5 separate regions of the Mus musculus genome follow, and regions 1, 2, 3 and 5 are each linked to region 4. The links are chromatin contacts, called in public HiChIP or PLAC-seq and promoter capture Hi-C maps. All regions are on one chromosome and are shown on one strand. Each heading gives the region's core, a stretch centred on a gene start, on an enhancer-like site or on the middle of the called end of the contact. The rest is flanking DNA. Distances are from core to core; before and after follow the strand shown. Region 1 overlaps Lrrk1 (leucine-rich repeat kinase 1). Region 2 has its middle 37 kb from the start of Gm51485. Region 3 overlaps Lrrk1 (leucine-rich repeat kinase 1). Region 4 holds the start of Selenos (selenoprotein S). Region 5 has its middle 20 kb from the start of Gm33234.

Region 1 (4,840 bases), core at 1,421-3,920, 260 kb after region 4:
CTATTGGGTGGAGTAGGGCTCCTTGCCTGAGCTTGGAATGTTTGCTTTCTAATGTCCATTCCTCCAAGTTCTACCCTTCAGAGGGAATGTGATGTTAGGGACACAGTTGGCCAATACTTCCTCCAAGGCTGCGTGTTTTCTTTCTAGCCTCCAAACAGAGTGTTTATTAGAGAATAACTTTCTAATTTTGGCAAGATGCAGCTTATCTATTTTCCTTTCTTTTTCTAGGTCCTTTCTTTTCCGGACTGATTGTGCAGGCTGTACCATCTGCAAGTGAGGATACTTTTATTTTCCCTTCAGATCTACATGTGGTTTATTTCACTTCACCTTATTTCCCTGGTTTGAACATCAGGTGGTCTACTGAATAATACATTGATTATAATTATAATAATTCTTTTTTATTTCAGAGGAGAGCATGAATGCAGTTTCTTATCACAAATTATGCATAAAGATTGAAGATTGCTATCTTAGAGATCTAGATCCCTTATTATTAGTTAGTAACCCCACCCCCACCCCCTTGGTAATTCTCTTTGCTCTGTAGTTCACTTTATCTGATCGGTACATAGCCACTCCTGCTTGCTTTTGCTTAATTCTTAGTGGCCTAATATATTTTCATCTACTTACTTTCTGAACACATACACATTCACACAAAATCACACATCTTCACACATAATACACACACACAACATACTCACACACATGCACATACATATGTACACTCACACACTTACATTTACAACACTCAAACACATGCATACATATACATACACATACTCACTCACATGCACACTCACACACACACTCACACATACATATATACTCACACACTCATACACACACACACAAACACTCTCACACATGCATATACTCACACTGTATTTAATACACACACCATTGTATTTAAAGTGAGTTTCTCACAGGTAATATCCATTTCTTATTCTTTTTAAAAATCCTACCTGTAAAACTCTGGAACTAAGCTCATGGATTTAAATCAATTATATTTAATATAATTATTTAGATGTTGAATTTAAGTCTGCCATGTGATTGTGTTTGCTTTTGTTTACTTTCATTTTTATTTTTTTCCCCTGTGAGCAGCTTGATTTGTTTTGATTTGGTTATACTGTTTTTTATATAGCGCTATGACAGTTTTAATGTTTAATCGTTTGTAGACAGTGACTCACCATGTATCCTCGGTTAGTCTGGAACTCTATGTGTACCTCTTTGTAGATCTGCTGCCTTCCTCCCAAGTGCTGAGATTAAAGGCATGCACCATCATATCCGGCTATATGCAGTTTTGTAAATGATTGCTTCAGGTATTGCATTATAGATATGTAGCCTACTAAAATAGACCGATAAAGTACTATTTTCAGTAATTTTAAAATCAGTTTAGATAGCATTGAAATTTTACCTTTATTAGATAATTGCCTTGTTTTTAAAAATCCCCTCTTTCTATATTAAGAGCTGTATTAAGCGATGGTTCCGTTTGCTTCAACTGTCAAATACAACTCGAGGGACAAAGAATGAACTAACAGCCTATTCTGTGTGCTTGTGCTTTGTTCTCACCAGGCTCCTAATTCCCAACAGCCCTTGCTTGGTTCGTCCTTTAGGTATAGCTGCTCCGTTAGGGACACCTTCCTTCCAGACGTTAGTTCTCTCATCTCCATCATTCCAGAATGTATTCATTTTCTCTTCCTTCTTGAGGGGTATTCTCCAGGCCATGGGGCTTTAAGTTGACCCCTCTCCTTCGTTAGTGCTTTGTGTCACTTCCCCTGGATCCTTGGTGTCTGACAATGTCGTTCAAATTGTTCCCCCCCCCCAAGGAAACATATCTCCTTCTCCCTCTTCCTCTCCCTCTCTCTCTCTCCTCCCCCCAGAGCTTCAGAGCTTTCAATAGTTTTGGTTTTGTTTCTTTTGTTTTTATGGTGGCTTGAGTATGATATGTGGGGAGCACTGGTCACTGACATCGCTCCTGTCGGGGACCTTCTTGCTTCTCCACTCTGCTGGCTTTGTCTTCTCTGCTTTGGAGGAGTTTTCAGTTTCCTAAATTAGGGTTCAGTGCGTTTCCTTCCACTCCTTGTGGACTCTGAGAGCATGAGTTCAGCTAAAATTCTTACCTCCTCTGGGGCTCTTTCAATCTCTTGCTCCTTCCTCACTCCCTCTCCCCCTTCCTCTTCCCCTTTCTTCTCTACCCTTTCCCTTCTCCATCTCTCCCTCTCCCCTCCCTTTCCTTTCTTCCTTCCTCCATCCCCATCTCTCCCTTTTCTCGTTCTCTTCTCCTTCCTCTCCTCTCCCCTCCCCATATCTCGCCCTCTTTCTTCCCATCTCTCCCCCTTCTTTTCCATCTCCCCTTCTCCCATCTCTCCTCCTCCCTGTGTCTTCCTTTTTCCCTTCCCTCTCATTCTCCCCTTCCCTCCTTCTCAATCTATCAGGGTATAGATTCTTTCTTCTGTCTTCTCTATTCTAGACTTGAGTCTGTCTACAAAAGAAACCTTCAGCTATTGTATTTTAGAGATTCTAAAATTTCCATTTCATCCCCCTTTGCTCCTCCATGACACTCCTTCTTTGGTGACTCCTGCTGTTTACTTTTGCTTTAAGCATGCTCGTGTTTGCTCGCAGGAGTGTTTGGTCTGTTTTAGAGGTCTTGTCTGAGCTTCCAAACGTCTGACTCATCCAGCTGCGGACACTGTGGCTGCCCTGTTCTCTCTGAGTGATATTTTTCTGTTTCCTGAGGAGAGTGTGTTTATTAGGATCTGGTGATTAGTGAAAATGTATTTTAGGAACGGGATCCTATTCAAGTCCTGGGCTTGGACTCTGCTAACTCTGGTGGGTGAACAGTTGTGTGGATTAATCACTCCTGGGAAAACAGGAACTACTCAGAATTAGATGGGACAAGGGGAATGGACTCCTGGGTCCTGTTGGGCAGGAAGGTCTTTCATGCTCCTTAGGTCTCCAGTGAAAGCAGTGTGTGTGTGTGTGTGTGTGTGTGTGTGTGTGTATGTTGGGGGGATGGTTATTATATTACCACCTAGTGCCTGAGTGCTGATTAACGTCCCAGCTCCCAGCAGACTTCTTGGATGACTGGGACAACTTTTACAGCCTGGCTGGGTTAGAGCCTCTCCACCTGGCCTTGGCAGGAGTGTGATGGGGAAGGGCTGCAGACACTGCTATGGTGTGGCTGGGCGTTGCCTATAGACTGTTTTTTCATGCTGCCCTTGCCTAGTGCTCTGCCTTCCCTTAGAGCTTCTTTGTCTGTGTCCATTTGTTTCTGAGTCGCCAGCTTCTTGTTGTTCTATCAGGGATGCAACGAAGGTGAGAGGGACCCCCCAGAGGTGCAACACCCCCCCCCAGCTCTGACCACACTAGCAGGTCTTTTCTCTCTCACTTGAAAATGTCCACTGCAGTGCATGCAGCATTGCTGTGTACGGAATGTGCAGGGTTCTCAGCTGCACCGAGAGAGGAATGCTGAGACGCACACCAGTTCCACCAGCTTCTCTTCAGTTTTTAAAATCACGCCTAATTGTTTTTATTTTTTATATGCACTAGTACATGACTTTCTTCTGCATGCCTGCATCCATTCGTCCTTCTTAATAGAAGTTACCGGCTTATTTACTGAAACTATATTGGAGAGCTTTTCAAATTGTGTTGAGCTGTTATCTGACGCTTTGGGAATTCTTCATAGCATCCTACAGCCAGGGAACACTGGGGATTACATCACCTTGTGGACCCAACAGTTGGGCCATCTCGCACACATAGGTGTGGCCCCGAGAATTCATAACCAGAGCAATATCAAATGTCCTCTTCACGGTGCTCATTGTCTCCCAATCTCTGACTTTTCTGAGAATTGGCTAGAGGCTTAAAAATGGAATCATTTCTAACATTAAATTAAATGATTAAGCCTAGGCTAACCAAAGTAATGCAAACAAAGTATTGATGAAGGGTTTCCACGGTAACATTCAATTCTTATTCCCCGTGAGCTGTTGGCAGGAGGGTAATTTTGGGTTTGCTTTTTAGCCAATGGTTTGGCATACGTCATGTATGAAAGTGTCAAAACAAAACTCACTGTTTTATATTAATGTGCTAACAAAAGCGTGCATACCTATACTCTCCATTTGGGACACCCACGCATGCTAAGAAAATAGCCTTACAATAAGAAAACAAATAGGCAAAAAATTCTGTACATTACTGGTAAGAAATTTGAAATAAGCCAAATTTCCAATCAAGAGGAGTGGATTGAATTTAAGTTATGTCCTCTCTATTACAGGGAATACTATGCAGCCATCAATGGCAATGCCTGCAATGAATTTACAGTCCTGCAGAAAACCCTGCATATAATAGAAGCAAACACAAAGTATATGCAAATCAATGATCTGTATTTATATTACCTACATGATTCATCGTATATTATCAGAAGTGCAACACTCCACCTGAGCAGCAGGCTAGAAGAAAACGTATCAAGTCAATGAAGAGGCAGTGTTTGGGCACATTAGGGACGGGCTTAGCTTTTGTTCTTTTTTTTTTTTTTTTCCTTTTACTAACAGATTTTTCCAAAAATTTCTGAGCACATGCTGTTGTTATATAATGGAAGAAAGTATGAAATCAGTAGATACAGACTGCATTCACAACCCTGCAAAGCTCGACACGGAAGGCGATAGTGTCGTGCCACTGAAGAAACCCCTGGAAAGGACCACTCTCCACATGCCCAAGTGCAAATCGAGGTGTTTCCAAACAGACGCTGGAGTCCCGTGAAGACTCTGGCAGTGCGAAGATGACCCGAAAGCTGGGGATGTGGTTCAGCCGGTCCAGGCATCCTCCTTCATCCCCAGCATCTTAAGCCTGGCAG
Region 2 (4,717 bases), core at 1,770-4,269, 310 kb before region 4:
TCTGTCCATAGGGAAAGAGAAGCACTGGGCTAGAGCCTTCAGAATTTTATAGCAGCGTAGATTTGGCCTCAAGTTCACTGTATACTGCGTGCTGTAGGGAATGGATAATATCCTGTTCCATTGTGTCCCCTGTTTCTCTCTGGATGGCTACTCCCGTGTGGAACACAGCATCCAGAGCTCCAGGTTCACCTGCTCTATAGTTGTGGTCATTTACACGAGAATGTACCCCGTAGACTCGGATGTGTAAATACTCGGTCCCCAGTTGCCAGCACCTTTTGGAAAGCTCAGGAGGTGTGGCCTTTCTGGAGGAAGTGTGTCACTGGGGGCGAACTTGGAGGTTTCAGGGCTCTATGCATTTCCCTGTTCTCCCTCTGCATCTTACTTAACAGTTCCGGCTGTGTACCCTCAGGTTCTGTTCTGGCCACCATGTCTGCTGTCTGCTGCCACTCTTCCCAGCTGTGATGAACTTCTTTTCCCTGGTACTGTAAGCCAAATAACCTCTCATTCTATAAGCCCTTGGTCAGGTTGTTTTGACACAATACAAGACATACAAGTTGGTGCCAGAGAGTAAGCAATTGACAGATCTGATCATGGTGGCTTTTGTAGGAATGGGAAAGACTTTGGGACTCTGGACTGGAAAAGCGACTGAGCATTGCAAATGGAGCCTAGTGGGCCATCCTGGTGGGAGCTTGGAGGACAATAGCTATGTGGTCTGGGGAGGCTCATCTTAACAGATTTCAGAAGGGAACATTATTAGCAACTAAGCTAGAGACTGTGATATTTGGGTTTAAAAAAAAAAAAAACCACATGGCTGCTTTCTGTCCTTGTCCTAAGAACTAGCCTGAGTTTAAATTTAAAAGCAGTAATTCATTTACTTTGGCACAGGCAATTTCAGGATTGCTTAATACTGAGAAGTATGGTGGTGGTGCATGCCTTTAATCCCAGTATTCTGGAGGCAGAGGCAGATGGACCTCTGTGAGTTCAAGGCCAGCCTGATCTCTAGAACAAGTTCCAGAACAGCCATGGTTACACAGAAAAACTAATATTGATTCTGTCACATAATGGCTAATCACTTTTATGCAGGTTTACAACAAAAAGAGCACGTGGGGCAGAAAGAAATACAAAATGTTCACTTCGGAGAGGGAAAGAACTCTGGCAAACTTAACCTTGCAGCCAAGGTCTGAGCTGAAAGAGATAAGGAGATTAGTGCCATTAAGAAAGACAAAAGGATGGACCATCTAGAGACTGCCATATCCAGGAATCCATCCCATAATTAGCCTCCAAACGATGACACCATTGCATACATTAGCAAGCATTTGCTGAGAGGACCCTGATATAGCTGTCTCTTGTGAGACTAGGCCGGGGCCTATCAAACACATAAGTGGATGCTCACAGTCAGCTATTGGATGGATCACAGGGCCCCCAATGGAGGAGCTAGAGAAAGTACCCAAGGAGCTAAAGGGATCTGCAACCCTATAGGTGGAACAACATTATGAACTAACCAGTACCTCGGAGCTCTTGACTCTAGCTGCATATGTATCAAAAGATGGCCTAGTCAGCCATCACTGGAAAGAGAGGCCCATTGGACACACAAACTTTATATGCCCCAGTACAGGCAACGCCAGGGCCAAAAAGTGGGAATGGGTGGGTAGGGGAGTGGGGGGAGGGTATGGGGGACTTTTGGGATAGCATTGGAAATGTAATTGAGGAAAATACGTAATAAAAAAAGAAAGAAAGAAAGAAAGAAAGAAAGAAAGAAAGAAAGAAAGAAAGAAAGACCTTCAGCTCAGCAATGGCGTAAAGCTGAGGGTTCTCTCTAGGCAAGACTTCCACCTGCTAACCTCCCAACTTGTCAAAGGGAACATAAGGCCTTTGCCTGCCCTGGAGAACAAGTTACTCAAATGCTGCGGCAAGGGGGTAGGGTGTACCTCTGTGAGTGCGGTGCTGGCTTTAAAGGTTTGGAGGACAGGGGAGAAAGCAGGTTGGGAAATCTTCCTCATGGCTTCGGGGAGCTGCTGGGGCTGGGCAGTACGTGACAGGGAGTCCTTTTGTGAAGGCTCCAAGAAGACAAGAGAATCTGAGAGGCCATTTAATGGAGCTGTGAACATGAAGCCTGGCTGAGAGCTCTTTTCTCTAGTCCATACTGTTGGTCTCTTATCAGCAGTCATGTGACTGGAGGAGTGCCCATTCATGTCTGTTCCATGGATTGCCGTGTTTATTTTTATGCCAGTACCATGTTGATCTTTTACTGTCAAGCTCTGTAGCACCACTGGATGCCAAGGACAGTGAGATCTCTAGTAGGGTTTTTTTTTTTTGGGGGGGGGGTTGGTTTGGTCTTTGTGTTGTGATGTGAATTTTAAGATAATCTTTTCTGTTTCTCTGAAGAGTTGTCTTGAAATTTTGATGAAGATGGCATGGAATCTGTACATCAATGGACAGAGAGCCAACACTAGGGAACTGTAAATGAATCCCTCACAAGATGCCACTACTCGGGCATGAGAATGACTAACACCGGGGGCTATGTCACCAGTGAGAACTTAAAGAATCAGGATCCCACACTTCAATGCAAAATGCTCAGGCTCTATGGGAAGACTTCACAATGTTGAACACATACCTACTCACTCTGTGATCCAGCATGCCCACTTTTAAGAAAAGCAATGACATATATCCACCGATACCTGTGTGAATACATCTGGTGACTTTATTTAGTCACCATCCCCTCCAGCAGAGATCATCAAAATGTCCTTCAGCCAGTGGGTGGATGACAGTCAGTGACATATCCTTATAGGGCAACACTGCCACAACATGGAACGCTCCACTGTTACCTAGCAGTAATAAACTGCTGGGGTTTATTACTGGGGTTCACAACAACAAGGAAGAACATGAAAAGGGTTATTCTGATAGGAAGAAGCCAGAGCCAAAACCCAGGTCCCACATGATTCCATTTACACAAGACTCCAGAGAAGGCTAGACTGTGAGGACAGAGGTCATCGTGGTAGCCAAGGACAGGGCGTGGCTGCAGGAGGACAGGTCAAATTAGGACAGGTGACATCACTGTTTTGTATCTGGGTTGTGGTAGTGGTTAAAGGGCTATGCAAGACTCATTAAATGGAAATCCCTTTTATTTTGGGGGGTTCCAGGAATCAAGCCTAAGGCATTCCACGTGAGTGTCACCGAGCTATGCAAATGATCCAGAGATCATTAAACGCAACACCCAACAAGGATGAGTTTTACTTAATATAGTATTTATCTCAATATGTTAATTCTCTAAAAAGTCTCTTCCAGGCTAGATTTCTAGGACCTTGACTGACACCTCCCCCTCACTGCTCTGAGACTTCTGCAGGACCTGCTCTCCCCACCCCCATCCTAGCAGACCACCTCATGACAGGACACATTAGTCACTTTCTGCACTGCTGGGACAATGCCTGGCAGCATCAGCTTCAGGAAGGGTTTGCTGTGCCTTTGTAGTTCAGGTCCACAGTGGTGGGTGAGTCACGGTGACAAGGTGACAAAGCTTGGGACACCCAGCTGCTCACTTTGCTTCCACTGACAGGAAGCTGAAAAGAAGAAATGCTAGCTCAGAGCTGGCTCTTATTCAGTCTAAAACCTCTGGCCAGAGAATGGTGCCAGCTACACCCAAGGTCTTTCCACCTCAATTAACTTAATCTAGAGACTCCCACATAGGCATGTCCAGAGGCATGTCTCCTGGCTGGTTTTAGATCACATTGAGTTGACAGTATGAGGCATCACACAGTGAATCTTCAAGCTCTTTTAAGCTGCCCATGCGTGCTACACAGGATGTTGAGAATGTAGGCCATCTGGTCTCTGGTCTCCTTCCTGGCCCTGTGGTTGTTCCTGTCGGGCCCTGACCTGGGATGTTTCGAAGGAGGATGCAGGTGCCATACTGTCTAACCATTTCCACTGGCTAGCGGCAGCTGAGAATTTTCAGCAGGAACTACTAACTCAATGCACAGCAGGGAGAACTCACAGGAATCCCATGTTCTCCTCTGTCTTTCTGCAGGCAGTAGAGATCTAATGATGTCCTCACGTCCTGTCCTCAGGACACTTGGTTTCAGACACAACTCTCAGCCCTGCTGGGGGCAGACCTATAACTGTTCTCCAGTGAGCTTGGGCCTCTCGGCATCCTCTGCTGATGACTGGCTGGTTTCATTGGGTTAGGGGTTGCAAAAAACCAGTTTAGACTTGTCAGCAAGCCTGAGAGTGCTTTCCTGAAGCTAGTTCCTTATGTTCTTTTAGTAATGTGGGATGTGTTCTGCGTTGTTGTCCTTGGTGTTAAGGGCTCAGCCAACGTTCGAAGGCTCCAGGAAACACTGCAACAACAGTTGGCAGTGGCCTGACCTTGGTGAGCCTGTTGGAAAATAGTCCCTAGGAAGGTTTCTCTCGAGTGTCACCAGAGTGTGATCTGGAGAAGCAGGCTTTTTGTCTCACTGCACATGCCAAAGACTTTGCAACAAAATCTAAAAGGATGGGCATACGTGCACGCGCACTCACACACACACTTATAAACACACACACACACCAGCTCTGACCAAGACCAATGCCTTCTTTGATGTAGTTTTAAGAAACCTATTGTCATAATCCCCAAAGGAAAGGGGCCAGACCCCTAAAGGATCAAGGTCACTCAAAATGCCATCTGCTCAACGCACAGATGCCAGAGTTAGGGGACCTGCCCTGAAAGTCACATCACAAGGTTTTA
Region 3 (4,697 bases), core at 170-2,669, 290 kb after region 4:
CAAAACACCCAGGGAACTAAATGAAAACCAGAGAAGCTGGACAGTAGAGAAGCAGGTGAGGTACAGAAAGTGCAGAAGGTGCGGGAGTGACCGCTGTGATCTGGAAAGTCAAGCAGAGGCTACAGTAGCAGAGGCAGGGAAGCAGAGACAAGCAGGAAAGAGACACGGAGGGCACAGTTGCCCCGTCCCCACATGTACTCAAGGGGAGTCCAGGATTGCCCTTCCACACCAATATCTGCAGGTACTCAACCTGTTTTATTAAATGATGTAGCACGTGCAGGTGGCATCCACAGGTTACTGATGACACTCAGCACTACGTAAGTGTAAGCTAATAATTGTCCTATGGGAAGCCTTACGAGCATGGGCTCTGAAAGCGGCCAACACAGAGGTCATTTTTTTCCCACGCTTATTTTTGACACTCAGTTGAATGCACAGGTGGAGCCACGGATTGAAAAAGGAGTGGGTTCCTTTTTATCAAAATAAGTCTATAATAAAAAAATTTTAAAAGTGGGCGTGGAGGGATGGGTCAGGGATAGAGTTCTAGCTGCTCTTATGGAGGATCCGAGTTCAATTCCCAGCACTCATATGGCAGATGGCCACTATCCATACCTCCAGGCCCAGGGGATCTGACACCCTCTTCTGTCCTCCTGGGGACACCAGACTTGCATGTGGTACACAGTCATACATGCAGACAAGACACTTATATACATAAAATTAAATAAATAAATTCTCAAAAAATCAAATAAAAATAAAAATTTTTAAGAATTATCTAATACAATCTACTCTAAGAATATAATTGAATCGGTGAGAATAATTCCCAAATTGAATTAAGACAAGTTCTCAGAAATGGCAGGATACTAGGCAAGAAATTGGAAAAGGAAGTGGGAAATGTAGAAAAAGAAAGAAGAATATAAAATATAAAGAAAAGAGAAAGGAAAAAAAAAGCCAAGTCAGCTCCATTAAAGGAGTAGTGAAATAAAATCTTAAGGAAAGACAGACTGACCAAAATTGAGACATGGAAGCCAAGGGGTGGGATGGATTGAGGGAGGCAGGAGGGAGGGAGGGAGGGAGGGAGGTGGGAGGGAGAGAAGCAATCATGAGGCACCATGAGCAGCAGCTGGAACAAGACAAAGCATGCACCAAAGAATAGAAAATAAATAAAATAAATAAAGTCATGGGACCAGCCAAGAAAAATGGGACTTCTCGAAGAGGCGTTGAGCTCCAGGTCCCGGATAGGGTAAGTACAACCTTGTCAGGTAAGCAAGCAAGGCCACTCTCTGACAGATGGTTTGTGCCAAACACAGAGGAAGCAACCAAAGGGGCCTACTAGCCAAAGAGGAACAATTTAGCTCATAGTGATACTGAGAGGGTAAAGCCCTCATTGGTTGCCTGTGAAGGATACTCAGGAGCTGACTCACCATAGAAAAACAAACAGGGAAGAGCCAAGAGTCCTGACATTCCCCCATAGCTGACACCAAAGGAAGCACAGAGAAGATGCTGCCTAGAGATGCCTATCTGCTAATCCCTGAAGAAGGATCTAAGAGCACCCTTTCCTCTTGTTGAGACAGGATCTGATGTAGCCCAGGTTGGCTTCAACTCACTGCAGAGTCAAGATGACCTTGAACTTCTAATCTTCCTGCCTTTGATTCCTGAGTGCTGGGGTTATGGGTATTTGTTATCACACCTGGTTTCATAAAGAACTGGGGATCAAAGCCAGGATTTCCCACTGTGTACACACTGGAAAACCCATCAGGACCTTAATAATGACACCAGTTAAAAAATCTCTGGGAAAAAAAAAATCTAAATATCAAAGAGAGACACCAGACATTCTTTAACTCCTGAGGCAAAGTAGGAGGGACATGCACAGACCCCTGGTGCTCTTGCCAACAAATCTCCCTGAATCTATCCAGCCCTCCAGGTCCAAAGAAACCGTGGGGAAGAGGAAAACAAGCCAGCCCACACAAGAATGCAAAGCCAAGATCCAGACAGTGGGAACCGGCAAAGATCATGTGGATTTATCAGCAATGAAACTGCACAGAAAACAGAAATGAGGGAGAAAATAGAAAGTAAGAGTCTTAGGACAGTGTTGCTCTACAGGACACAGAGACAACACCAGCCAGCTGAACTGGAGAAAAACAGTAGTTAAAATGAGTGAATAGATAAAGGAGGCACACACAAATACCGATTAGATAATATTAATGGAATTTTTTAAAAAAAATTTAAAGTATGCATGTAATGTGCCCTGAATGCTTTTAGACTTCTGAAGTTGTAAATCTGTGTGTAGGTCCCAGGCATCTGGAGAGAGGTAGAGCATTCACAGACCAAGACGGGCCAAGTGTAAATTAGCTGACGCCACGTGACAGACACCATGGAGTTTATTACATTAGTCTCTTTCATTTTGTGATGCACACACACACCACACACACAACATTAAATGGAGAGAAAGCATAAAATGTTACACAGGCTAAAGGTTTATGGATGAGAAAGCCACCACTGTGAACTCAAGCTTAAGAAAGCATAGCTCCTCCTGTCCAAACACTAGCCAGGCCCGACCCTGCTTAGCTTCTGAAATCAGATGAGAACAGAGACTCACAGAGTTGTGTGCAGTAGACAGAACCTGTGGTTTCTGAGCTTAAAAAGTAGCAAGGGGAAGCGGGCATCTGTCTGTTCTTTGGAAGAAAAGGAAACTAGAAGACAGGGAGTGGGTGGGAAGGTGGGAAGGCAAGGTTTTCATTGTATTTTCTTTTAAGCTTCTGAATTTTATGTCGAGAGTAACAATTAAATTTTTTTTTTTGCAAGAATCCGGATGCCATTATGCTAAAACACTGGAAAACTATATAGACAAAATCAAATCAAGAAGCAGAAGGTCGGGGCTAGAGAGATGGCTCAGCGGTTAGGAACTCTGGCTGCTCTTCCAGAGATCCTGAGTTCAATTCCCAGCACCCACATCTGTTTAAGTAGGCAAAATATTATATGTCTTTCCTTAGAGAATGTGACAGGCACTGTCAATCCTTGGCATCTGGAGGGATTGGATCCAGGCTTCTTCTGGATGGCAAAACTCATGGATGTGACAGCTTTTGTGTCAAGTGTCATACAGTATTTACATAGAACCTATGCAATCCTCCTGTAGACTTTAAATCTTTTCGAAATGATTTACAGTAAGTAAAAATCAATACCATACGAAGAGTTGCCCTTTATCCTGGACAGAAACAGAGCCTATTTCCTATGTAGGCTCAATCTGACCTTGCTTCCTGGCTTGTTTTAACTTGTAGGAGATGGTCAAAGTACGGCTGCTTTAGTTCTGGGCTGGAGCCTTCTGAAAGCCTAGAAGCTCCTGCCACTGAACTCTGGAACTGTCAACTGTAGGTTGTGCTAAAGAGGAGAAAGTCACACAGAAGATCACTGAGGGAGCAGACGCATGGATGAAGCAAGAAGAATGCTCAGCTGAGCGTGCCAGACAAACCTAGGCAATCACGGAGTGTATATTGTTATCAGGCTAATTAGTTCTTGCTTGATGTGATTCCTCCCTGGATTCTAAGCATTAGGAAGACATTTCTGGTTTTCCAAGCCTGGTTCATACCGGGCTTTGACATACAGTGCATAAATTCTCAAAGGGATTCTCTGTTGTTTTTAGTATAGTCAATACATGTTTGTTCTACCTCCTCATGGCCCCTTCGTTCTGGTCTACCACACCTAAGAGCCAATGCCATCTACTCGTGTGTTTTAAAAGAAAATCTCAGCGCCAGCCATGGATTGCCTCCCTACAAGTTACTGGTCAGGGAGGTTTTACAGGCACCTGAAACAACACGGGTTATTGCCATTGCTCTTGGGCGCCCATCATAGCTACATGGTAGGAACCCACAGCTGAAGACACCACACATTTTGGCTTCAGGATGCAAAGAAATCAGTCTTGAACCTACCAGGAAGCTCTTCTTGTTGAGTAGCTTTCAAAGTATTGGAAGGCACTGTCTAATCTGCTGGGGAAAAAGCCGTCTGTGGTCTTATTCATAGCTGGACCCTTCCTTCCCTCTACAGTACTAACCTACCAGGCACCTACCTTTGGTACAACAGCAATATGACTGTTTATGAGGGTAGCCAACCTTTCTCTTGATTGGATCTCAGGCCTGTTCCATAGGAGGGAAGTCAAGCTTGGTACTCTAATAGAGTATAATTCTCTCACTAGAAAAGTCACAGACCCTAGAGGAGACCATATTGGTAGTGTTTTGTTGGATGGATGTGTCATCAAACTGCCTTCTAGATATGTCTGATTGTATTCATAGGTTGTGCTGCTCCCAATCTTGTCCGTGAAACCTATGGCACTCATACAGCAGCGAGTGTCACTGACTACAGAGACATGCTACTGCTCAAAGTGCTGACGATAAGTAACTGTGAGTGGTCAGCAGTGCCTGGGACATCTGTGTGAACCCCATGTTCCCCCAAAACGCAGCAAACATTGAAGAAAAGTGGAGTGGGAAGAATGTAAGAGTCAAAGGATGGGAAAATGCTTTGAGAGAAAGAGAGAGCAGATAATTAGGGGCCTTCCTAGGATTCATTGTAGATACACTGATTCTAAATAATTTAACATCCGAGAGATAAATGATCAAAGAAAACATTAAAATAATTGGTGCTACAATAAAATAACTTCGAGTTCCCTGGGGAACTCAAGAACACCCCACACTTATAACCCAGGATCAGGA
Region 4 (4,669 bases), core at 81-2,580:
GCAAGGTTTCTCTGTGTAGCCCTCACTGTCCTGAGCGTCAAATTCAGAGACTCACCTGTGTCTGCCTGCTGAGTGCTGGGGTTGAAGGTGTGTGCCAACATTTCCCCTCCACCTTGTCTTTTAATGAAACTAAACATTACTTATTTCATCATCATGATTGCAGATGTTAAGGGACTGGATCAACAGGCAAATGAGCAACCTCCTCTCTCGTAACCAGATGTTTCACTTGCTCTGTATGATGTGAGAAATCACCTTAAGCAAAGAGAGAGGGTTCAAACTGGCCTCAGAGGTGGGGTGGCAGTCATCGGTACCAAAAAAGAAAAAAAAATTAAACTGATCCTTTTTTACCACTGAGAAAACTATTAAAATCATAAAACTTTAAAAATTTAGCAATTTTTTAAAAAAGCCATGTTGTGTCTGAAAAAAAAAATCAGCAAATTCATGGCTATCTTCATATTCTTAGCTTCATATCCAGTCATCAAAGTCTATTTTCAAGGTGGTTGATAATGTGAAGTGACTCCAGGCTTTTCTCTCCCATGTCCCCAGATGGAGTCGCTGAATTAGAAGATCCTTAACAGACTAGTTTTTATGACACAGTGAGTTTTATTTCCATTTTGGAGATTCAAAGTCCTCAAGCTTGGTACAGCACCGTATAGATTCCATCAGGCTCCTCAGGCTGAGTCATCTCACGGTGGGGTGCACAGAAATCTAGTCTCTTTTTCTCTGGGGACACCCACATTGACCTCATATAGTAGTTTCCCAAAGGATCCCACCTTTAAACACCACAGAGTTCTCACCTTCTTAATCCCATTAATCTATGGAAACTTGATTCCATCAGTTCCTTTTCAAATCGCAGCTATCTCCTTTATTGCCTTCCTAGTATGTTGCAGAGAACCATTACAAAAACTGTGGTAATGTAACACATAAGAGCCTAAGTTGAAGTCATTACTACATTAATTCCTTCCCTTGAGACAGTGGATCAGAAGAAAGGAATTCTAAGTAGATCGCTTTCCGCACGTTAGGGGAGGGGAATCTATGCTGCAAACCTTTAGGGCCCGGTGACAAGGGCGGGACTCAAATCTCATCTCCAGGAGGTTTCAAATCTCTTGAGCCTCAATGTCCAATCAGTATCAAATACAAGATCGGTTATCCGAGCTATGCCGAGTTGAGCTGCGAGCTCCTCCCTGAAAGTCAAACGCGCTTCCGCCTGGGCATCTTTCAGCCCCGCCCTCTGGTCACACCCCCCCTGTGATTGGTCGAGCGTCGAGGTAGGTCGAGCCACGATAGGTCAGTACCGCCACGGCAGTGAGCGCCACGTGTACATAGGGCCGAACCGGAAGCGCAGAGCAGAGAGGAGCAGCGGGCTTGTCGTTGGTGGCGGTGGCGGTGGCCGCCATGGATCGCGATGAGGAACCTCTGTCCGCGAGGCCGGCGCTGGAGACCGAGAGCCTGCGATTCCTGCACGTGACAGGTCAGGGGCGGCGGGCGCCGCCATGCTCGGTGGGTCGGCCTCCAGGAGGCTTGGCGTTAACGCCGCGGACTGGCCGAGCCTGCTTGTTGGGCCGGAGCTCACCTTTCTCGAAGTCGCCCTAGCTGGGCGGGCGCTCGCGGACTTGGCTCACGGGAGTCCCTTTAACATTTTCCTTTTGCAGTGGAGTCCTCCGCCCGGCGTTTCACTCTACCCGACACTAACACACTGTTGTCTCACTCCTTAACAAAGTGTAACTCACGGAGTCTGGATGGCCTTTGCTTTCCTGAATCAGATAGACACGTCCCCTTTAGTCCTTCAGAACCTAGCTGCTGGGCTCTGCACCCTCCGGGCTACTCCCGAGTCCCCTTGTAGTTGAGAAGTTTCTGTACCCAGCGATTCGCTTCTTAGGAGTCCATTTCCAGCTAGACTGTGAAGGTTCTGAAAGAAGAAGCTATGACTATTTTTGTAGAGTATTATTGAAAAAAATGCTATTACCATTTCTGAAACTGGTTTCTTTCTCTTTTTTTTTTTTTTCCCCCCAGTGGGCTCCCTGCTGGCCAGCTATGGCTGGTACATCCTCTTCAGCTGCATCCTACTCTACATTGTCATCCAGAGGCTCTCCCTTCGACTGAGGGCTTTGAGGCAGAGACAGCTGGACCAAGCCGAGACTGTTCTGGGTTAGTGCCATGTGGTAGAAATGAAGGCGCCTGTCATTTACTTAGTGGGTGGTGGCAAGACATGCCTTTGAGGTTTGAAAGATTTTTATTGAGATGCAAAGACTCCGTGATGGTGTATAGCATACTCAATGCACATCTTGTTCGGTGCATGGGGACCAGTCCCTGGAGATGGCCAGGTCTTGTGGAGGAAACAAGAAGTGTCAAGGGGCGGGGGTGGGGGTGGGGGGATCAGGCATTGGGGTCCTGGGAATCTTGCCACCTGACTGACTGGAAGTGGGGTGCTGCTTTATACAGCACTCCGTAGACAGGGATGGATTCATAGATCATATTTTTGTCCCCAGATGTATTTTAGCTTCCTCGTAGTCATAAGTTTAGCCATCATTGATAAACCGTGACAGAGCAGAGTTATCTTTTACAATCATTTTCCCTCATCAACCCCGTAGCCCATTTTTTTAAAGAATCTAGAGGCATATTTTGCCAAAGCATGACAGTCCATTCTCAGGCTGGTAGCTCTTATGGTTTCAAAGGCACTAGACAGAAAATCTCCAAGCCAGCCTGGGTAGGTTGTCATGTCCTATGGCAGTAGATTAGCAGTTTATTTAATCAACTTTTGATGGTTAGAGTGCTAATTGTCATTAGGCCCAAGGAAAATCTTCAGGCCAGAACTGCTACAGTTATTATTCAATTTTGGATGTAATACAATGTTTTTATCTTTGTGGAATTTATTTTTAGGTCTGAACTTGGTATTCTTTTGTTCCTTGGCCATAGGACATCACAGTGGTCCTGCATAGACTAATTTTTCCAAGGGAGGTCTTAATCCCTCATTCTTCTATCATTTATCCACACCATCCTTTGTCCATCAGGATAAGCCCCCGTGTAGGGCAGAGATAACTCAAGCCGGTTTAACTTTGTTGTTGTATCTTTTTCCTGGAGGGGCATTCCATATGTGCCCCCCCCAATGTTATATATGCCACGTATTCCCCTGAGTGACAGGAGGAAGAGGCTTTAACCTGATTGATCGGCTGCCAACCTCTCCAGCCTGCTGAGTCTTATTTCTCTTTTAAGTTTACCTTGTTCTAATTATCTTGTGCCTGAGTAAATGGAGAGGCGAGTGCGTGATCCAAGGATATCTTGGAGCCTGAGCCTCACAAGGAGATCTCTGGTGTCTTTATTTGAGACACAACCTCCGGGCCTAAGGAAGACCCTCAAGTAGAGCCAGATAAGGATGTCTCCCTAAAAGTGGGGTGAGTGGTATGCTTAGGACTCCCCTAGGAACGCTTAGAAGCTGTCCTCTTGGGAGAAGGCATAAGAGAGTCATACGCTTCCCATCAATCCCCAAGTTGTACAAATATTAAAAGTCCCCAAGCATGCAACACATGGAGATCAAGACCAGAAGTGGAAGACCATGTGACAGCGATTGTATCGCTCTGCTCAGCTTTGATAGATAGCGGTCAAGCAGCTGTGCTGGCTTTGTGACTTTCACTGTTCCCATTAGCTGTGGCTGGGCCAGTTAGTGGGTCTTAATTTACAGAGGATTAAAATGAAAATGTCACCCTTTTCTTTGTGCTCCAGCGACACCCCCCAGTGAACCTCTCTAGAATTATTGTGAGTGACCAGAAACTCAGTGTTAGGGTCTGTCTGTCCCTCCATCCCTCCCTCCCTCCCTTCCTTCCTCCCTCCCTTCCTTCCTTCCTTCCTTCCTTCCTTCCTTCCTTCCTTCCTTCTTCCAGTTACTGTGCCACACCTCCCCCCATCTCCAGTGTTAGGTTTTACACGCACTCCATTTTGATTTTTCCCTGACCTCATCAGACCTGATTTCCACTTACCATTTGGTTGTTTAGAGAAAGCTCAAAGGGCAGCCATTCTGTGTAGAAGCTTCACTCCTGTGTGTGTATCCTAAAGAAACACTGTTTTATATTGCAGTATAACTTAAATATAGATTACCATTCAACTGATTACTGCAGTACTGAGATGGGTGGATTTACAACTAGGTAGAAAACTAAACTAGGGCTGGGTGTGGGGCACACACCTTTAATCCCTACATTCAGGAGGCAGAGCAAGGCAGATCTGTGTGAATCTGGGGTCAGCCCAGCCTGCATAGTTTTAGGTCAGCCAGAGCTACATAGTAAGACCCTGTTCTAAAAAAAAAAAAAAAAAAAAATTAAATAAGCTGGGGCTGGGGCTGGGGCTGGGGCTGGGGCTGGGGCTGGGGCTGGGGCTGGGGCTGGGGCTAGAGCTGAGGCCCAGTTTGTAGAGTGCTTGACTAACATACACAAGACAGAGCATTTGATCTCCTGTACCAAGTAGAAGTGGGTGTGGTGGCAGACTTCTGTAGTCCTGCACATGGACGTGGATGCAGGAGGAACAGGAGTTCAAGGTCATTCTGCTATATAGTGAGTTTGAGGCCAGTCGAGGTTATCTAATACATGATTAATTTATTTTTTATCTAATATATAATTAATTTGTTATTTGCATATACATCTGCAGGCCAGATGAGGGCATCAGATCCCCTTATGGTTGT
Region 5 (4,974 bases), core at 2,123-4,622, 370 kb before region 4:
GGCTGGAGTCCTGTTACAGCGTTGTCTAATTGCCTTTTTCTTTTCAATCCTCAATCTGTCCCTTGAGACCAGGTTGACTGACTGAGCTGGCTTGGTCAGGATGGTTTCTATTTTTGTAGTTTCAAGGGTTTTGTTTTGTTATTTAAATTTGTATTTAAATAACAAAACAAAACCAAAGCTGTATTTATTTACTTACATGTCTAAATTTTCACATATGTAATACATGTTATATAGTTATATATAATATATATGAATATGTATATATGCCTGGTGTTCTGCGTCACTCTTAGAATTCCATCTTTCAGACATGATTCTCCCTCTCCTCATGCTTGCTGACCCCTCCACTCCGCTGCCACTTTCAGCACGTGCATCGAAATGACATACTTGTCAAAGTTATTTTAGAATTCCTATCTGGTTGTTCCAACTCCTTAGGCCATGGAGTCTATTTCTGTAACTCACTTCATCTCAAGATGGCCTCCTCTTCCTTTTTCTTTTACTAAATTGGATTCTTCTATCAAAGGCCAAAACATCATTTGTATGAACCCAGGTATCTGATAGTTCAGCAAATGTCCGTGTTGTTTCTAACCTGCTTTTAGTACAAGGATGAGTCAGCCTAGCTAGGAACTGAGGATTTTGCATCAGTTAACTACTACATGCAACACAGGCACGGCTCTGCAATTCTCTAACTGGGGCATGATGTGTTTTATAAAAAGCTAAGGATGTGCTTCACGGGTCAAGGGATGGTGAGGTGGGAGGGGGTAACTCAGCAGGCCCATGCCTTGGTATCAACCAAGTGTAGAATATTCTAGTGTAGAATAGAGTTTATTTGGGGGCATGGGAAGGGGAATTGAGAAGGGAGTAGAGGCAGAGAAAGAGAGGGAACAGAGAAAGAGAGAGGGAGAAAGGAGAGAGAGAGAGAAGGAGAGAGAGAGAGAGATCAGCCAGAAACATATATGGAGGTGGGGGAAGGGGGAAGGGAGAGAGGGAGAAAAGGGGACAGGGGAAAAAGGGAGTCAGAGAGAATAAGAGAGAGGGAGAGGCCTAACAGTCCCTTGTATAGCAAGCCAGGCCTACCTGGCTATTGCTGGGTAACTCTTGAGCAGAGTGTAGAAGGAATGCGAACAGGGGAAGCTCCTGCTCTAAGTTGGGGACGAGACAGGGAGGTAAGGTTTTCCGCAGAGCTTCCACATGCCTGTGTCACAGAGGACCGTTTTTGTATCCTTACCTCTTCTTCAGGGCATCACGTTTCCCTGTGGCTGAGTGTCATACAGCAGGGCTGGTTTTCTCTGCTGTTCGGGTCCAGCCTGAATCTCAGACCCTAAACCCCAGTGTGGGGCTTCCTAGACTCTGCCTCTTCTCCCTCCCATTGCAGCTAGCTTCTGCCTTGTGTCTGTAGAGGCTCCTGGACAGGGATTCCCTGCCTACCTGCTGTAGCCTCTGCTTGGTTGGTGTGTGATCCTGCTGTGTGGTCTCCTGTCTTTCTTTCCCTCTGAAGTGAGAGGTGTTTGATTGTAGTCCTCTGTTGTTCGGATCTTTCCGTGTGTGCTTGTTGCTAGAGGCTCCTTCTTCCTCAGAAGCAAAGGGTGGGGGTTCTATGGGTGGGGGGTTGCAGCATATAATCGGGGAGGGATAGTATTGCTGTAGATGCGTGCTTAGGACCTGTGTAGTTGGGAACTCCTTGGTCTTCTGCTGTAGACACTTCCTGCTAGTACCCCCAAAGTGAATACGGACTTCTCCAGGCCTGCTTCTGTCCTGCTCCACCCTTGCATCCCAGCCCAGACTCGATTCCCATTACCTGCTAAGATTTATATAATGCCCTCATACCTCACGGCAGCCACACGAGTCTCCTGTGCCCTGCCAGAGGGCTGAAATCCAGTTTCGCTGTCGAGCCAGATCCACACGGAATTCAGCTTCCTTGACAGCTTACAGCCTCAGATCTCTGCTAGATCAAAACCAAAAATGATAATCCCGGTGTCGTCTGCTCATTTTTCTCACTGATCTCTGCAGCGTTCCCTGTTCTGCATGGACGAGAGCAAGAATGAAAGGTTGCAAATCAAAGCTACTGCCACTGAAACTTGTCTGCAGATCTACCAGGAGCATTGTACTGACTAGTTTTTCTTCAATTATATTGTTCTAAGCCAGTGGTTCTCAACCTTCCTAGTGCAGTGACCCTTTAGTACAGTTCCTCATGTTGTGCCCCAATCATAAAATTATTTTTGTTGCTACTTCATAACTGTACTTCTGCTACTGTTATGAATCACAATGTAAGTGTCTGCATTTTCTGATGGTCTTAGGGGACCCCTGTGAAAGAGCTGGACTACCCCCAGAAGGGCCGTGGCCCACAGGTTGAGAACCGCTTTTCTAGATTGAGCTACTGTATTTTATTTAAGGTTTTGTGTTTGTTTGGTTGGTTTTAGGCTGTGGCTAACCTGCCACAAGGTCGTCAGCAGGAGCTTAAGAAAGATTATCCCCTTAAAAGAAATTTCAGGAATAGCGTATGATCTGTTTGCTCGGAAATTCTCAAATAGTCCCATTTAAATGTATATGAGGTCTCTGCAGCCAACCAAGGCAGTAGGTCCTATAGGTTCTTAAGAGAACATGTTAAAAAAAAACCACATGTGTATTAGATCTGCTTATCTTAGCTGATTAGTGCTGAAGTGTAAATGTAAAATCAGACAATTTTATGATTACCTAATGCTCCAATTGCTATGGGTATGCAGCAAGTTACCTCCAATCTTTGTGGTTTAAAACAGTGCCTTATTTTCAAAGATTCCTGTGGACTGGGCATTTGGCTAAGCACAGGAGAATGGTTTATCTCTGCTGCATGGCCCCTCAGAGCAGGGAGACTCAGAGGCTGGGACCGCAGGCATTGGAAGACTTGTTAGTCCTGTGCCTGGAGGCGCCTCTGCATTGGTCTCCTCACGTGGCTCTGGTTTGGCTCAGCCCTAGTGCGGTTGTGCTTTGGCCCTTTAAAGGTTCGTGTGTGGGAAGCTTGATCTCCGTGTGCAGATGTTAAAAGGTGGTTCTCAAGAGGCGGAGACCAGTGGGACTTGGTTACAGGGGTGCAGTGGGATTTGTTTAGGTTACAGGGGTGCTGTCTTTGGCAGGATGAGCCACTCTCAACTTTACCACCATGATCCCTCCCTTTGCATATGTGCCCAGGGTGCCATCGACCATGACGTCCCCATCAGAGCCAAGCCAGTTGCAGTACTATGCTCTTGAACTTGTAGACACATGAACCAAATGTTTGCTTGGCTCCCCTTTTTCTTAGCACTCACCTCAGATGCTTTTCGTCAGAGTAGGAGGTGGGCTAATGCTGTCAGCTAGGTGGCAGCTGTGTTGCGTGTCTCAACTCTAGCCCAGGAGTCACACATGAGCAGTCACACAACTGGCCATTGACTGATCCAGTGACAAAGCTCTGCTGTGTTTAGGGTAAAGAGAGAAACTCTAGCTCTTAATGAGGGAAATAAAAAGCTTTAAGAAAACCCACTACAAAACGAGAGCTATCATAGTGGCCATTTTCAGAAAATACAATTTGTTATAATCAATTTTTAAGAGATAGAGAAGATGTTTGTCTCGGAGCCTGTTCAGAATCAATCTCTCTCTCTCTCTCTCTCTCTGTCTGTCTGTCTGTCTGTCTCTCTCTCCTTCCCTCCCGCCCCCTTTTGAGTTCTGTTGTGACATTTTTTCTGGGAGATATGACAAAAAAATGTCTGTTTATGCCCAATAAGGACTGGCAATAGACCAAAGTAATGATTCCCCCCCACACACATCTACTTCAGCGAGCCAGTGAGTTTATCTGAATGAGGAAGCGGTTTCTCACAGGAACATGATGACTCAAATGTAACTGGGTCACTGAGATGCCAACTGTAAGTGATGAGGCATGACACATCATGTCGGTATCATAAACAATCATGAAATGTGTGATGGATTACATGCAAACATGTCATCACTTATGTAAGACACTTGACATTCTGTGAGTGTGTGTGGGTGTGGGGGGTATTCCTGGAGTCAATCTCTCCACTATAATATCAATCGTATGAGTTAGAATTGTTTTGTGGGGGCTGGTGAGATGGCTCAGTGGGTAAGAGCACCCGACTGCTCTTCCGAAGGTCCAGAGTTCAAATCCCAGCAACCACATGGTGGTTCACAACCATCTGTAACAAGATCTGACACTCCCTCTTCTGGAGTGTCTGAAGACAGCTACAGTGTACTTACATATAATAAATAAATAAATAAACAAACAAACAAATAAATAGAAGTTAATGAGGGAACAGAGATGAAGAGATGTTTTTAAAAAAAAACAAAACAAAACAAAAACAAAAACAAACAAACAAAAAAGAATTGTTTTGTGGAAGTATGGAGCAAGCTAATGTTTTCTCTGAACAAAGCCCTGGCTTGGACCAAGACAAATCCCTGAGTGCATCAGCGGTTGTCAAGACAGCAATGTCCGGAAGCCTTGTCTTCAGAAACTGTCCCAGGATGCCTGTTAAAGTTTGGACATAAGAGTTCTTTTCTCTGTCTGCCTTCCATGTTTGCAGTGTTATCTTCAAGAAGCAATCCATGGAGAGGACAGCCTTGTGAGCTGGCTTTAAGGAGGGCCTCCTCTGCCCTTCTGTGTGGTCTCCCTTCTCCTCAGCTACTGTTGGCCATGTCCCTCAAGGACAAAGGGAGAAGATGGCTCCAATTGGAACCAATTGGGGCGGGTTCAGTGACATGGCTGTGAGTATCAATGGATTAACTTCTAGGATTAGTTTTAGAGAGACAGCTCAACTTTATTGTTCCAGGAATAGGGTATACAAGAACTTCATCCTGTGCAGTGGACCTGTGCAGTGGACCTGTGCAGTGGGAAGGGCTAACAGGCCTTAATACAGTGGCTAATTATCATGTAGATAGATAGCAAGCTAGATCAAGTGCTACATGAAGTCACTCTGCGTAAGGTCATTTTTCAGATAAGGCCAGGCACCTGTGTTC

The links. Promoter capture Hi-C pulls out the DNA fragments that hold promoters and counts their contacts. HiChIP or PLAC-seq counts read pairs in DNA pulled down with a chosen protein or histone mark.
Region 1: a FOXA1 HiChIP or PLAC-seq map of pancreatic cancer cells shows a contact between it and region 4. The contact joins the enhancer-like site here to the promoter of Selenos in region 4. A contact is called at or near these places in 5 of 39 promoter capture datasets (the C10 cell line, the HPC-7 cell line, hematopoietic stem and progenitor cells and 2 more), 1 of 15 datasets of contacts at CTCF or cohesin (pro-B cells), 2 of 484 Hi-C or Micro-C datasets (bone marrow-derived macrophages and retina), 11 of 115 datasets of contacts at active chromatin or transcription factors (the 230-238 cell line, acute myeloid leukemia, bone marrow-derived macrophages and 6 more) and 2 of 9 other capture datasets (adipose tissue and liver).
Region 2: a contact with region 4 is called in an HNF4G HiChIP or PLAC-seq map of pancreatic cancer cells. The contact joins the enhancer-like site here to the promoter of Selenos in region 4. A contact is called at or near these places in 12 of 39 promoter capture datasets (the HPC-7 cell line, cranial neural crest, embryonic stem cells and 6 more), 1 of 484 Hi-C or Micro-C datasets (embryonic stem cells), 23 of 115 datasets of contacts at active chromatin or transcription factors (the NIH/3T3 cell line, acute myeloid leukemia, bone marrow-derived macrophages and 13 more) and 1 of 9 other capture datasets (pancreatic islet).
Region 3: an H3K4me3 HiChIP or PLAC-seq map of bone marrow-derived macrophages shows a contact between it and region 4, with 5 times the contacts expected there. The contact joins the enhancer-like site here to the promoter of Selenos in region 4. A contact is called at or near these places in 7 of 39 promoter capture datasets (the C10 cell line, the HPC-7 cell line, cranial neural crest and 4 more), 2 of 484 Hi-C or Micro-C datasets (bone marrow-derived macrophages and nephron progenitors), 9 of 115 datasets of contacts at active chromatin or transcription factors (CD8 T cells, bone marrow-derived dendritic cells, bone marrow-derived macrophages and 5 more) and 4 of 9 other capture datasets (adipose tissue, embryonic stem cells, liver and 1 more).
Region 5: a promoter capture Hi-C map of the HPC-7 cell line shows a contact between it and region 4. The contact joins the enhancer-like site here to the promoter of Selenos in region 4. A contact is called at or near these places in 14 of 39 promoter capture datasets (the C10 cell line, the HPC-7 cell line, HPC-7-derived erythroid cells and 11 more), 1 of 15 datasets of contacts at CTCF or cohesin (pro-B cells), 22 of 115 datasets of contacts at active chromatin or transcription factors (the 230-238 cell line, bone marrow-derived macrophages, cardiomyocytes and 13 more) and 1 of 9 other capture datasets (embryonic stem cells).

What each region holds. Positions count from the first base shown.
Region 1 is chr7:66,337,146-66,341,985 of GRCm38.p6, forward strand. All of the region lies in intron 3 of Lrrk1 (leucine-rich repeat kinase 1), which reads right to left. Among named protein-coding and RNA genes, the nearest start is that of Mir7057, 42 kb to the right of the region's middle. Within about 2 kb of position 2,671, at least 74 of the 459 cell types and tissues checked have an H3K27ac peak or open chromatin away from gene starts, as enhancers often do. A contact at or near this core is called in adipose tissue, pancreatic cancer cells and trophoblast stem cells, where this site is marked.
Region 2 is chr7:65,763,447-65,768,163 of GRCm38.p6, forward strand. No RefSeq gene overlaps it. Among named protein-coding and RNA genes, the nearest start is that of Gm51485, 37 kb to the right of the region's middle. Within about 2 kb of position 3,020, at least 15 of the 459 cell types and tissues checked have an H3K27ac peak or open chromatin away from gene starts, as enhancers often do. A contact at or near this core is called in pancreatic cancer cells and trophoblast stem cells, where this site is marked.
Region 3 is chr7:66,367,867-66,372,563 of GRCm38.p6, forward strand. All of the region lies in intron 2 of Lrrk1 (leucine-rich repeat kinase 1), which reads right to left. Among named protein-coding and RNA genes, the nearest start is that of Mir7057, 12 kb to the right of the region's middle. Within about 2 kb of position 1,420, at least 99 of the 459 cell types and tissues checked have an H3K27ac peak or open chromatin away from gene starts, as enhancers often do. A contact at or near this core is called in adipose tissue, bone marrow-derived dendritic cells, bone marrow-derived macrophages and 4 more, where this site is marked.
Region 4 is chr7:66,078,319-66,082,987 of GRCm38.p6, forward strand. Selenos (selenoprotein S) reads left to right here and starts at 1,331. Exons shown (of 6, transcript NM_024439.3): 1 at 1,331-1,471; 2 at 2,014-2,148. The coding sequence starts at 1,396.
Region 5 is chr7:65,710,644-65,715,617 of GRCm38.p6, forward strand. No RefSeq gene overlaps it. Among named protein-coding and RNA genes, the nearest start is that of Gm33234, 20 kb to the left of the region's middle. Within about 2 kb of position 3,373, at least 24 of the 459 cell types and tissues checked have an H3K27ac peak or open chromatin away from gene starts, as enhancers often do. A contact at or near this core is called in the HPC-7 cell line, where this site is marked.